Linked DNA regions of Mus musculus: all the other regions are linked to region 2. Evidence: chromatin contacts called from public HiChIP or PLAC-seq and promoter capture Hi-C data. All regions are on one chromosome and are shown on one strand. The core of a region is the stretch at or near the end of the contact, and the rest is flanking DNA. Distances in the headings are between cores, read along the strand shown.

What was found. HiChIP or PLAC-seq counts read pairs in DNA pulled down with a chosen protein or histone mark. Capture Hi-C pulls out chosen DNA fragments and counts their contacts.
Region 1: a FOXA1 HiChIP or PLAC-seq map of pancreatic cancer cells shows a contact between it and region 2. The contact joins the promoter of Hsd11b2 here to the promoter of 4930517G24Rik in region 2. A contact is called at or near these places in 2 of 39 promoter capture datasets (liver and pre-B cells) and 1 of 115 datasets of contacts at active chromatin or transcription factors (pancreatic cancer cells).
Region 3: a promoter capture Hi-C map of adipose tissue shows a contact between it and region 2. The contact joins the promoter of Slc7a6 here to the promoter of 4930517G24Rik in region 2. A contact is called at or near these places in 1 of 39 promoter capture datasets (liver) and 1 of 9 other capture datasets (adipose tissue).

The regions. Positions count from the first base shown.
Region 1 is chr8:105,516,952-105,521,519 of GRCm38.p6, forward strand. It overlaps Hsd11b2 (hydroxysteroid 11-beta dehydrogenase 2), which reads left to right and starts at 1,795. Exons shown (of 5, transcript NM_008289.2): 1 at 1,795-2,178. The coding sequence starts at 1,914.
Region 2 is chr8:107,203,077-107,207,856 of GRCm38.p6, forward strand. 4930517G24Rik (RIKEN cDNA 4930517G24 gene) reads left to right here and starts at 2,254. Exons shown (of 3, transcript NR_166499.1): 1 at 2,254-2,513.
Region 3 is chr8:106,166,748-106,171,639 of GRCm38.p6, forward strand. It overlaps Slc7a6 (solute carrier family 7 (cationic amino acid transporter, y+ system), member 6), which reads left to right and starts at 2,107. Exons shown (of 10, transcript NM_178798.4): 1 at 2,107-2,207.

The DNA of each region.
Region 1 (4,568 bases), core at 545-3,044, 1.7 Mb before region 2:
TCTCTCTCTCTTTTTCCTACCTTAGGGAAAGTACTTAAAGTGGCTGAGGCTGGAAAAACTGTAGCTGGATTCTAAGGAGGATAACTTAGTTAAAGCAAGGCATGTCATTCATTTCTTGACCTGGACAATTGACTCAGAACAACCGGAGTCAGTGGGTTTAGAAAAGGATTGTTTCTCTGAGTTCCTAGAAGCAAGAAGAGGAGACAGAAGCTATAGGAAGCACACGTAGCACATACACACTTATGTGCAAGCACACATAAGGTCATACATGACACAGGGCATAGAACCCCATAGACACAGATATAAAAGAACTCAAAGCCACACACCCAAGGTCAGGGACACACAGCTTACTCAGGCAAGTCCTGACACCCAGGCCAGGGTTCCACCATTGTCCATATTTATAGACAGAGGATGGGTGGATGGAAACACACGAGTGACTCTGAGTGGGGACAGAGGAGTGACTCTGAGTGGGGAACAGGGGTCTTCATGCAGAGTTCTTCCTCTCAAGAGAGTCTGGACACCAGCTCCTTCCCGAAGAGTTCACTGGCTCTTCAGGAACCCACACCCGGATGGAAGGGAGGGCTTTGAGTGTTTACATGAAACACTGGACCGGATTCTGGATACAGGGAAGAGAATGAACCGCAGGACAGAGAGCTGTGATAAGGAATCTATGACCCTCTCAGGACCTAGAAAGGATAGAGATGAGGAATGGGGAGGTGTGTGTGTCAAGGGGGGAAGGTCTGGGGGTTCACAGACGTAGGGATCTCCACAGCTCGGCTTTGCTCCTCGCTCTGCACTTAACCCCCAGTGCCTGCCAGAGCCCTGGCATGCATGTTAGGCACAGGTTGCCAGACACGGGGGTGGCGCAGGGTGCCAGGCCACACACAAACAAGGACCTTCATACACACAGGGAGGGAAATGCACCCACACACTACTTAATTCATCCCCTGGGGACTCAGTGTAGCAGATCAGGGACCACCCTGTCCTGACCCTTCTCCCAGGTCTTCCCATTAACTGGTTCCTGGGGAGGGGGTAGATGAAGCTAAAGAAAAAAGGAGACCTTGATGCCTTCATTGACCTTTCCATCTCTGTCTTTCTCTGTGTGTTTCTGTCTCTCTGTATGTATGTCTCTCTCCTCCTCCTCCTTCCTCTCCCTCCATCCCCAGTTCTAGACTATGGAAGAAAATGAAGTGAAACAGAACCCCCCTTCTCTCCTAGCTGTGGCTGAGAACTACCCAGGTGAGAGTGCACATTTGGGCGTGTGTACCAGGGACCTAAGGCCATGCCTGGCACTGCATGCGGGGGCGGGTGTGGCTGGCAGCAGACTCTGGCTGCTTCCATGCAGTGTTCTGGAAGTCATGGCAGTCACAGCCACAGCAATGTGGAATACTTGAATGAAAGTTGGTGGTGGTGGTGCTGATGTTGGTGGTATGTGTGTGTTAAGTATCCCTGAGGAAGCGTGAGCAGGATGTGCACTCCTGAGCTCGGAGGCTCAGAGTCCTTGGCATGCCAATAGGCGCACAGGAGTGAATGAGATGTAAGGCACAGGGTTGGGCAGACTGGCCCTTTCCCGGGCGAAGCTGGCGACTGACGGCTCCGCCTCATGCAACTTGGGGACTTTGTTCCGGCTTCTTCGAAAACGGATCTAGACAGGGGGGCTGGGCGGGGGGGCACCTGCCTGGCGTGGGGTGCTAAGATAGAAGTGGAGGAAAGCCCCACCCTAGCCCCGCCTTCGCACCGCCCCAACCCCGCCCCCAGGGCGCTTTATAAGCTGGGTCCGAGGACCCCGCAAAGAAAGCGAGTATCCCTCCCACCCCAGGCCGGTGTTCCTCTGCATTCCGTGTCCTAGCCTCGAGTCCCTCTCGGCGCTCCCCAACCAGGCCCCCGCCCCGCCCCAGCCCGGCCCCGAAGTCATGGAGCGCTGGCCTTGGCCGTCGGGCGGCGCCTGGCTGCTGGTGGCTGCCCGCGCGCTGCTGCAGCTGCTGCGCTCAGACCTGCGTCTGGGCCGCCCGTTGTTGGCGGCACTGGCCCTGCTGGCTGCTCTCGACTGGCTGTGCCAGCGCCTGCTGCCCCCGCCGGCGGCACTCGTGGTGCTGGCTGGTGCTGGCTGGATCGCGTTGTCCCGCCTAGCGCGCCCTCCTCGCCTGCCGGTGGCCACTCGCGCGGTGCTCATCACCGGTGAGTGTGCAGAGCGCAGGGACTCCAGGCTGGAGGGCGGGACCGCACACCTAGAGGGTTTCCCTTGGGCGCCATCAAGGGGAACTCCGCAGCTCAGACGTAAGAGTCCTTCTCTAAACGCAAGAAAGTGAGCCAAGTAGGAAGCTCCGGGCACCTCACCAAGTCTGGGTTAACTACCTGCGACCGCGAGGATTATTGGTGAGAAAGTAGAGAGTGGGCAGGTGCTCAAAGGAAACTAGTGACTGAAAGAGGAGAAACTTAGTTTATGCTGAGCTCCTTAAGAGATCAGGTGTGGAGCAGAAGACAGTACTTTAGGGGACTTCAGAAGACCCGAGACGGGGATAATGCCATCTCTTGAACTCTGCCTGACATCCCCCACATCACTAGAACACAGTATCTGCTATTCTCTGGGGGCAGAGTGCTTAGATGGTGAGTTCTGCTCCCCGACCTCCTCTGGCTGGAATCCTTGGAGTTCAGAACCGCCTGAGTTCACAGCAGCTGGAGAGTAGCTGCTTCTTAGATCCAGCTACCCACTGCCAAAACTGCAGCCGCCTGCAGTCTACACCTAACACCTCATCCTGCCCAGCCCTGGGTGCCCAGGAAAGGGTCCTCAGAGAGCTGGACTCAGGTGTCTCTAGTGCCTGCCTGTGCTTTCTTTGTCTGGAGCAGGGAATAAATCTGTCATCAGGAGGGAAGGGGAGGGGAGGGGGGCTGCAGACCCAGCAGGAAATGGGGAGGGGGAGGAAGGCCAGGGGGCATTGGTCCATTGCATGGGGGGAGGGGCAGCTGTTTCTCCCCCAACCACCATGGCTTCTTGGAGGTCTTGGTCCTTTATGGGTGGTCTGCATGATAGGATAGGGCCGGGAGACTTTAGGAGGAAATCCTTGAACTGGACCTTGGAGGGAGTTGGGTAGTGACAGGTGGAATCTGAAAGGTGTCTTGGATCCTAGAAAGGGCGTGAGACAAAGGTTTAAGACAGAAAGAAATAAGCACGGTTTGGGAAGGGGACAGTCAATAACCAGTCTGGCTGGGGGGGGGGGGGGATGTGAAGTTTCCTTGGGAGGAGACCCGAATGTCAGGTGAGAAACCAGATTGCACTAAGGTGATATGGCTTCGGAAGAGAGGGTGGAGGTTGAGTAGGACTCAGGTGATATGGAAGAGACTTCCAGAGTGAGTGTGAAGCCACGGCAAGCCCCCCCCCCCCCCCCCTTTCAGGAGCCTGAGGAAGGAAAGCTACTGAATTCCCTTGAAATGAAGCAGGGACTCGTTATAGGCTCTGCCTTCAAACATGGAACAGATCTCTTCCTGTCCTGTGTGAGCGGCTTTCACCAGATCCTATGCCACTTCAGGTTCTACTGATACAGCTGGGGCATCCTGAGATCTCACCTCAGGTCTTTGCTACTGGTCTAGTCTTGAGCCTGAGCAAGAGGTGAGAAGAGGGATGCTTTCTGTGCCCCAGGCTCCTTCCATCTCTGCAAACCTCAGTGTTTGGGAGAAGAGAATTTGGCCCCAGCCTACTCCCGTGTAAGCACTGGAAGTTGGCTTCTAGCTTCCTGATGCCTGAAAACTCTGGGGTTTTCCGAGTCACCACCAAGCAGCAAGAGCACTTAAGTGACCGGTTCTTGACCCACCTGCCAAGAACACTGCGCTTTCTGCCTACACTCATCCCTCCCCAAGAATGCCCAAGAATTGTTTGTCAAACCTAGGCCACAAGCTCAGCCATGCTGTCATGTCTGGGCTGTGTGACTTGGTACCTTGTGTGCATGCATTATGTATGTGTCTTCGTGCTGAAGGGAGACAGGGGTCAAGCTCGTGTGTGAACATGCAGGCAGGTTTACAGGTGAGCAAGAGGGTAAGGACCCCGGAGCTGAGTTTCTGGGAGGCTTTTAGTAAAGTTCTGTCTCCTCCAAAAGGAAGCAGAAGCAAGAGTGCATGTGTGTGCACACACACTCCCTTCCCCCAGTCAGATTTGCTTGGGAAGGACCCCTCAACACAGACTAGCAGGCCCCAGCTACACAAAGCCCGGTTTGCAGCCCCCAACCAGCTTTGTTCTCTTCTCAGCTCAGGGGGGAGGGGCTGAGACGAGGAGGGGTGCTGTTTGTCCAGGAGTGGGGAAGCTGGGCTGCAAAGCAGCTTTTCTGCACAGCAGGACCTCGGGGCTGGCAGCTCCACAGACTCCCCTCCCCCACTGGCCCTCCTCATCCTCTCACTGGCCACCCACAGAGCCAGGATCAGCATGGAAACCATCAAGGAAGCAAGGGCTTATCAGTACCAGGGACCCCCACACTGGGGCCTTGCCTGGTGGTTCTTATCTCTGCATACCAAGGGCAAGAAAATGAAGACTCCATGGGTAGTCACCGACCTTGGGTCACACTTAGTGGTGTGGGAAG
Region 2 (4,780 bases), core at 1,004-3,503:
TTATGAATACACTATTTGTATTCATAAATACACTATAGCTGTCTTCAGACACACCAGAAAAGGGCATCAGATCCCATTACAGATGGTTGTGAGCTACCATGTGGTTGCTGGGAATTGAACTCAGGACCTCTGGAAGAGCAGTCAGTGCTTCGTAACCACTGAGCCATCTCCCCAGCCCTACTATGAGTGTTTTCCTTTGTGTAGTCTGATCAGCTGATGTGTATCTAAAGGCAGATCTGCAGTTGTCAAGATGTCCTTTGTTCCATGCCCTGATCTGTATGGGTACTGCACCATGCAGATGTCAATACCTGTGGCCACATGGGAAAGAACACACTATGTATGATGTGGGAAACACAGAAACCTAAAATACAGGGTTCTTCCTGAAAACAATGACCAAAGAGAGATCATGTGACCCAGCAATTTCCCCTCCTCCGTATGTGCCGTGAGTACTGAGAACATGTTCAGCAAGGCCTAGTGTCATATATTTGTAACTCCACTGCTCAGGAGGCTGAGGCAGGAGGATCATGAATTAGAGGCTAGCCTAGAGTATATGGCAAGATTCTGACTCAAAATAACAGTGTGGGGTGGGTGCGAGGAGGCTGGAGAGATGGTTCAGCACTTTAAAGCTCTTATAGAGAACCCAGGTTCAATTTCCAGCGTCTACATGCGGGCTTACAACTATATGGAGCTCAAGCATGATCATGGTACACATACACACATGCAGGCAAAAACCTCATACACATAGAATAAAAAAAAATAAAGAAGAAAATAGATGTTCATATAAAGTATATAAAATACCCACCGTAGCCTTTTCAAGTATCCAGAGATGAAATGCAGTGTGTGTACACGTGTGCATGTACGTGCACACATGGACATGTGCATGATGGAAAACTATTCAGCAGTAAGAATTAAGGAGTTACTGATACATGGATGAGTTTTGAAAGCATGACATTAAATGAAAGAAAAACCAGACACCAAAAAAATCACATACAATATGATCCGACTTATGTGACATGTCCAGAATAGTCAAGTTCAGACACAGATTGGGACAAATTGGACTTGACAGGGATGGAAGGGTCATGTTGCTAGGGACTGCTTGTGAATATAGGGGGATGAAGGCTTCAGTTAGTGGTCATGGCTGTTTAAGTATAGCAAAGGCCCTACACTGTAGGGCCTTTTTTTTTTTTTTTGGCTTTTCGAGACAGGGTTTCTCTGTATATCCCTGGCTGTCCTGGAACTCACTCTGTAGACCAGGCTGGCCTCGAACTCAGAAATCCACCTGCCTCTGCCTCCCAAGTGCTGGGATTAAAGGTGTGTGCCACCATGCCCAGCTCCTACAGTGTATTCTTAAAAGGGTGAATTTTATGATATATGAATAGAAGCACAACACTTTATTTTTAGACAGTGTCTGTCTATGTGGCCCTGCCTGTCTTAGAACTCATTTTCTAGACCAGGCTGGCCTTGAACTCACAGAGAGCTGCTTGCCTCTGTCTCCTGAGTGCTGGGGTTAAAGTTGTCTACCACCATGCCGGGATAGCATTCTCCTTTTCAAAGCTATTTTAATTTTGTGTATGTTGTCTGTGTGCTGGTATGCCCACATGTGTGGGTGCCTGAGGAGGCTAGAAGAGAGTGTTGGGTCTCCTGGTGCTGGAGTTACAAAAAGCCGTCTCAATAGGTGAGCCATCACATCTCTCCGGGCTCAACCATCCTTCTCTGTCGTTCATGCTTCGAGACTGGGATATAGCTCAGTGACAACAGGAGCTTACCTGGGATGCTCAGGACCCTGGATTCAACTCCCCTGCAAGTACTGCACTAAAGTAAAAAAAAAAAAAAAAATCACCTATTCAAAGCAGGGTGTGGAGTACCTAAGACAGGCCAGCCCGGAATTGGTCCTGGAAAGCAACAACTGGATCGCCCCAAGGGCAGTTTAATGATGGTACCAAGTGCAGAGTGTAGGGAGGGTCTAGGGAAAATTTGTCTCAAGTCATAATGAAGCAGTTCAGGGTCGGTGGAGGGGCAGCCAATACTATCCTGATCTGAAAAGGGGTGTAGGGGCAAGGTGTGAGCGATCTCCAGGAAGAACTGTGGAGGAGGGCTTCCAAAGGGGGCTTCCACATTGAGCAAGCTCCCTACTGCATCCTGTCCTCCGCTCAGCCTCTCCTCTGTGTGGACACCCATCAGGGCACCCACCTGTCAGCCAGTGGGACAGGGGCTTAGGCAATGGGGGCCTTCAGTGCACAGTGCGCATGCGTGAGTCTGACATCTACAGAGGCAGTTGGCATTGGCCCCATTCAAGCACTCCCCGAGGTCTACAGTGGAGAAGAGAAGGCTGCCAAGCCCCTGTGAAGAAGAAAGAGACTGTGTATCGTCCCAGCCCCTCGTGACTTCACACTGGGTGTGAAGACAGAATAGGATCCTGAAAGAGGCCGACTTTAACGAAAGGAATGAGTGTGTGCACTTTTGGACATGGCGTCTAGATGTCCTTCCAATTAAGCGGTGCACAGTAAGTTGGGGTGAGTCCTGGTGATGAAGGTGCCCTTCATGACCATGGGGAAGCTTGGAAATGGATACTAAGCACCCCTGGGGGTGTATTAATGCAAGTACAGAAGGACAACTCCACGCTGAGGGACACCCCTCTGGGGCTCAAAGCCTAGGGTTGAGCCGGAGAGTCTGATAATGGGCAGACACCCAAGGCCTGCTCTTGGAAGCCAGGATGTGTGTGGACTGCGCCCTCCCCGGAGGTTACCCCGAGTGCTGGCGCAGCTCTCTGGCTCAACCGCCCGAGCACTCACGGGGCTCCTTCCAGCCTTTATTGGGACATCTGCCACCTCCCAGGTCCTCCTCTTCCAAAGCCAAGAAGGGTCAGAGGAAGGGAGTGTCCCTGTATACCAACGTAGCAGAGCAGCTTCTGAAAGCTGAGGGGGGCCCCCAGGGAGAAAACATGGCCGTGCCAATTTTGAAAGGTCCCCAAACGACTTCTAAAAGCACCAAGGCCCATGAGTAAGACTGCGGTGCTGGATGGAACGCGGGGGCAGGAATGCTGCCCAGATCCCTGGCAGGAGCTGCGGGAAGAAAGCAGGCCAGGGCGCTGCCTCTGCAGCAGACGCATTGTCCCCCCTGTTCTGTGGGCTCTTGGGTATCTCTGTCCAGGCAAAGCCCGAGCCCACCCGTGGGCAGCTTCTAGCCTGCAAGGCTCAGCACCCTGCAGGATTCTCTTCCACACAGGTCCCTCACCTCTGGCTCCACGCCCAGCCAGTTGCCCACAGACTGGAAAACAAAGGAACACTGCCTTCCCTGGAGACCTGTGCTTAAGGGATGGAAGGGATGGGCCTTGGGCAGGCTGGGCGGATACTCTGTTGATTTTTTTTTTTTTTTTCCGAGTGCAGAGACTATGACAGCCAATTCCTGTTGGAAGTAGCTTTGTTTTCTTTGGATGGTGGAACACTTTTCCTTTCTCGTGACTGTGGCAGTTTTGGGTCATGTTTAGGATGGTGACTAGTTAGCCTAATTATGTGCCTTCCACAACCACGTTCTTAACCTTTTGGGGCACAGATGTTATTACAACCTTGATTGAGAAGAGGGGTCACCTCTTCTCTCTCCCCTCTGCGCCTCAATCGGAGCATTTAACTCCTAGTGGGTTAGGACTCTTTGTAGAGGCCAGGAGTGCGTAGCTCAACAGGTTCAAGGCCCTGAATTCTGTCCCAGTTTGGGGACAAAAATGAGAAACTGTTGGGTTAAGGAAAATAAGGAAAGGCCCTTCCTGTCCCCCTATATTCTACCCTAGATTTCCTTCAGTCTGGTTTTTAAGATTCCTAGCACTGGTTGGGTCAGTGCGCCCTGCTTGGCTCCTGTCTGAATCAGTCCATGTGTCTAGGCACGTTTCTAGCTAAGGCTGCCTCTGGGTGAAGGCTCCAGGACCGCACCACGCCTCTCTTTCAGGCATCAGGCTATTCCAGAGGGATTTGTAAGCTCTTTGTCTTATCTCTGTCTCTCTATTACACAGAAGCCGGGCAACCAGAGTCTCTGTAGCTTCAAGGAGAGGTGGCCCTATTTCCAAGGAGCAGGTTCTAGGGAGACAGGCGTTGTCTGGTTTTGTTAAATTCCAGCAGAAAGTCACTTTGCCAAAAATGCCAAAAATAAAAAGGACTGTCTAGACACTCACATATTAGACACTCTAATATGAACAGAGACTTTGACCTTGACGTCATCAGGTTTTGCTTCCATGGCAAGATGAAGGGGTAGGTCAATTAACAGACAGGGCTGTGTACCTGCTGTGCACCAGGCTGTGTTCTTGGCACCTGGAGGCATGTGGTGATGAGACAGACACCCAAACACTGGTAATTGTAGAAAGTAGAAAATACAAAGATGAAAGTAATGTAGTGTGGAATGACCAGGGTTGCCGTGGTAGGGACGTGATGAGAAAGGTCTCTGAGAATTCACAACTGGGACAGAGACCTGCTTTCCGGCTCACTTACCTGCCCGCTCTCCACCTCACTTTCTGTAGCCAGTTAAAGGTCGGCTGTGAAAGAAATGCAACATAACATTCTAGGAATAGACAACTTACAATGTTTGCATTGGGTATTATTCTGAGGAACATGAAAAAAATGTCACACAATGCCAGCTCATGGCCCATGCTCCCACACAGTGTGCCCATGCTGTGTGGCTGTGCCACCTACCTGCTGATCCCTTGGCAGCCATTCTGAGGGAGCCCACCGTTCTGCAGCTTTGATCACAGTATACTGTGACATTTGTTCGATCTTATTAATGGTTATTATCAGTC
Region 3 (4,892 bases), core at 857-3,356, 1.0 Mb before region 2:
AGCTGGAGCCTGAACTCAGGGCCCCTTTGAGCTGCGTCAGAGACTGATCAAGGTTTCGAAGACGAGAACCCAAAAGGGGCAGCACCAACAAGGGGTCCTCAAGGACTGCATCCTACGCCTATAGGTTGTTAACTTCCTAAGAAACCTGGGACCAAAGGCTGTGTGGTTCCTATTAACATGTTAAAGTGGACGAGGCCAGGCTCTGTTACTACCCAATCAAGAAATTGTATTAGTATTTCTCGAGCCAGGTGTGGTGGCGCAAGCCTTTAATCCCAGCACTCAGGAAGCAGAGGCAGGCAGATTTCTGAGTTCGAGGCCAGCCTGGTCTACAAAGTGAGTTCTAGGACAGCCAGAGCTATACAGAGAAACCCTGTCTAGAAAAACCAAAAGAAAAAAAAAAAAGAATTAGTATTTCTCACCAGCTTCTCTTTCCTGTATACTCTCTGACATTTTGGCTAAGTGTTCTCTTGGTTCTTCTCATGGCCTCTTGGTCCTTGCCACCTCTCTTCATTCATTTGCTTGCTCTCTCTCTCTCTCTCTCTCTCTCTCTCTCTCTCTCTCTCTCTCTCTTTTCCTGCTTTCCCCCACCCTGTCACCTCTCATGGCCTGGTCTATCCTGTTGGCTATGTTCAGGCTGGATTCTTCCAAATGCCTCTGGCTGTGCTCTCCCTAATAGCTACAATAAAAACCTTCTCTTCGCCGGGCAGTGGTGGTGCAATGCCTTTAATTCTAGCACTTGGGAGGCAGAGGCAGGTGGATTTCTGAGTCTGAGGCCAGCCTGGTCTACAGAGTGAGTTCCAGGACAGCCAGGGCTATACAGAGAAACCCTGTCTCAAAAAACAAAAAACAAAAAACCTTCTCTTCAACCATACCTAGGAGTGATCATGTCCCTGTTTTTTTCATTCATCAGGAAGGAGGAAGGAGAGCACTTTAGGAGAGGTTTAGTTAATTATTTGGTTTTTCCAAAGTTTAAGTGTAACAGAACCCTGGCTGTCCTGGACTCGATTTGTAGACCAGGATGGCCTCGAATTCACATAGAGTGACTTCCCACTGCCTCCTGAATGCTGAGATTAAAGGTATGGGCACTATTGCCCGGCACACTACTTATCTCTCAATAAGGTTTAAATCTTAAGCGAGAAATGCAGAAAGAATGGGGTCCCTTGCAAACAAACTCCCAAGTCTGTTTCTTTCAAGGTATCTGACAAGTTGTAAATATTTAGCCAGGAGATATGTTCCTCCTTTAGATGTTTCGTCCACTTGATCTCCTAGCAGGCTATTCCTGGAGGAAATACTGATTTCTTGGGTTTTTTGTTCTTGTTTTTTGTTTTTTTTTTTTTTTTTTTGTTTTGTTTTGTTTTTAAAGTCTGATAGCCTACGAGAAAAGCACAACTGTCTCGTTAGACTATATTTATCCCTGCCAGACTGGTCAGTTGTTAGAAGGTCCGGTGGAATATAAAAGGCAGGAAGTCTTAGAATGAACGCCAGCGCCACTAGAGGAAAAAGATAACCTAAAAGGAGATAGAGGAGCAACCAACGGGAGAAGAAAAGGTCAGGATGTCCCAGCATCCCCAAGAGGGGTGTCAGCAGGGTCGGGGGAGACCAGGACAAAGCGAAGAGAGCCAGAAGTGGCAGCCTTCCTGGGTCTAATGGAGTCTGAACTGAGTGTCAGAGCACCGGTCCCGGGAGTGTATTTCTTCCTGGGTTCCCGGGCTGAAGGGAGGCAGTTATCTAGATAGGGAGGCGGTCCAGAGCTCTTTGTGTCAACTGTCTGGGGTCCCACTGGGCGTGCAGTCCCCAAAGGCCAAGGAGGAGAAGGTGTGTGTGGGCCCGTTAGAGCTCCAAGCAGCAGCATCCTCACGTGGAGCCCCAGAGGCTTCAAGTGACTGCGTGGGGAGCCGGGGAGTGTCCATCCCAGGTGAGGGTGACCGCACCCCAGTCACAGCCCGCGGGGAGAGTCCGGGCGCGGCCTGCTGGAGGCTGCTCCGTAACGGTACGCGGATCGCCCAGGGCCCCGGCGTGCTCCAGTGCCCGGAAGCAACGCCGCCTGGGGCCCCCGCTCCGAGCCGGGTCCCCTGGCGGCGCGCGCTGTCGCGATCCGGTGCGAGTGACGTGGCGTGGGCGGGGCTTGAGCGGCCGCCGGGGCGACGGCGCGACCGAGCATCCTGGAAGCTCCGGGCCACGAGGAGGTAGCTGGCGAGGCCGAGGAGGTGAGGGGCTGGCTCCGGTTCGGCTCGGGGTCGTTCTGGTGTGCGGCCGAACACTCTTGCGTGGCCTCCGTGGCCGCGTGCTGGATGCGGGGCCGGAAACCGCGTGGGGCGGAGGGCGCGGGAGAGACGCGGCGGCTGAGAAGAGGACGCCGGGAGCGTGGATCCCTGGAGTGGACCGCCGTGTGAGGAAGACGCAGGCGCGCGCGCGGGCGCGTGTGTGGGGAGAGAGACCCCGAGGGTGGCTTTGTGAGTGTGCAAGATCCCGAGTGTAAGGGGGACTGTTTGTGAAAAACTGTGAGATGGTGAGTGTAAGGGGCCGTGTGTGTGTGTGTGTGTGTGTGTGTGTGTGTTTGTTTGTGTGTGTGTGTAGACGGAAAAACCCAGAGTGCGAGGAGGAAAACCGTGGGCGTGAGGGTGGCTCTGGAGTGTGTGCGACCCTGAGAGAGACGGAGACGGTGAAGGAGGTTTGAGTGTGAGAGAAGCGGGCGTGAAGGCTGAAGGACTGAGCCCTTCGCAGTCCGTGACCGTGCGAGCCTGGGTGAACCTCCCTGGAGCACTGAGAGGTGGCGGAGGAGGAGGAGGAGGAGGAGGAGGAAGAAGCCGTTGTGTGTGAGGAGGGCAGAGACAGCAGGGCGGGTGTGTGAATGCAGGAATGCAGCTTCTTGGGGGCTGTTGAAACCTCTGACTCCGGTTGGGACTTTTAGAGTGCTGAGGTATTGGCGTTTGGGAACACGGTGCTCTTACTCTTTTGAGTGTCTCCTGTATTTTGTCGTCTCATTGGACCATCTCATGTCACAATTATCAGGAAATATTTGGGAAATGTTCGGAAAATTTCTGTTACTCTGCACACCAAGCCAAAAGGCTGGTCACCGCGTTGTGTAATGGGTCAGTATAAATAGAAAACACCTAATTTAACAAGTCTTGGGGAACCAATCGAGATCACTGGGTTATGTGTTGGAGAGAATGCAATCTCCGCTGTTATTGGGGGGCGGGGAGAACGACCCCTCTCAGTTTTGGGCAGCTCATCTAACAGGCTATATATGCTCAGCTGTTTGGCTCCTTATATCTGAGAGCCAATCGATCTCGGATTTAAAGACTTAGGGGGAGCAGATTTTAAAGTCTGCAACTGCTTCCTGGGGTCATTTTTACTTCTTTACCTGGTGAGGTCCTTGAGGAATCTACCCAGGCTTCCTATTTTGTTCAAGTTCCATTGTGATTTCATACAGATAGCTTTTGCTTCCCGACATGGGTCTTAGGCTGTTTACTTGAGTTATATTTGATTTTTCTTTCCTGGCAAATGTGTGGAAAAATCACCACCCTGGTGGAGAGAGAAGGCAGTACTTGCCATGCAAGTGGGTTTCATTTCTAGCACCTCGAACCAAAGAGAAAAAGAGAGACAAAGATGGAAACCATAAGCCTGATCCCCTCTCCATACCCTTCCCCACTGGAGACAGGGCTTCTGTGTTTAGCCCTGGCTGGACTCTTCTCTGTAGACAAGGATGGCCTTGAACTCAGAGATCAGCCTGTCCCTGCCCCCCCCCCCTTTTTTTTAAACCAAAAGCATGTTTCATTTATGTGGCTGGTCTGCTAAGTTTCTTGGTAGAGGAAATTCTAGAGTGTGGAGATGTTCTATAAAAGTTGTGTAAATGATGCTCTTAGAATCAGGGTTTCTCTGTGTAGCCCTGGCTGTCCTGGAACTCACCATGCTGACCTTGAACTCAGAGATCTTCCTGCCTCTGCCTCCTTACAAGAGGAAATAGTATCCTAATGCTTTCTATAAGTTAATATTTTTTTGATAAGTAGCTAAGAATTTATTCTTTGTTGTAGAGATTGAATGGCCAAAACAGAGAAGTAATTCCTTGAAGTAAGGAATAATTTTCTCTTTGGTACCCGACCCATTTGTGATCAAACAACTTTAAAAAAATGTGAATTTTTATTTAGTTTGGACAGGTGACTATTACCACTCTGTTCTTTATTTGCTTTTTTTTTTTTGTTTTGTTTTAATGATTTATAAAAAGGAATCTGTAGGGTTTGTTTGTTTGGTTGGTTTTTCTGAGACCCGGGTTTCTCTCTATAACCCTGGCTGTCCTGGAACTCACTCTGTAGACCAGGCTGGCCTTGAACTCAGAAATCCTCCTGCCTCTGCCTCCTGAGTGCTGGGATTAAAGGCGTGTGCCACCACTGCCTGGCTGGAATCTGTAGAATTTGCATACTTTGTAACAATGATGCTAGTAAAAGGGCTTAAAAATCATAGTGTTATGAAACATAACACATGTTATTAGTAAATAAATTATGCATTTATATTTTTAATTTTTTTTCAAGATAGAGTTTCATGTAGCCCAGGCTGGCCTCAGACTCTGTAACTGAGGACGACTTTTAGCATCCCAAGTGCTGGGATTATAGGCCTGAGCCACAATTTTGTTTTCTATTTTATGTTTTCTTTTTTTTTTTTTTTTTTTTAAAGATTTATTTATTATTATATGTAAGTACACTATAGCTGTCTTCAGACACACCAGAAGAGGGAGTCAGATCTTGTTACGGATGGTTATGAGCCACCATGTGGTTGCTGGGATTTGAACTCTGGACCTTCGGAAGAGCAATCGGGTGCTCTTACCCACTGAGCCATCTCACCAGCCCCCTATTTTATGTTTTCTAAAGAGTAATTTCTGGTGACTTATAATTTAA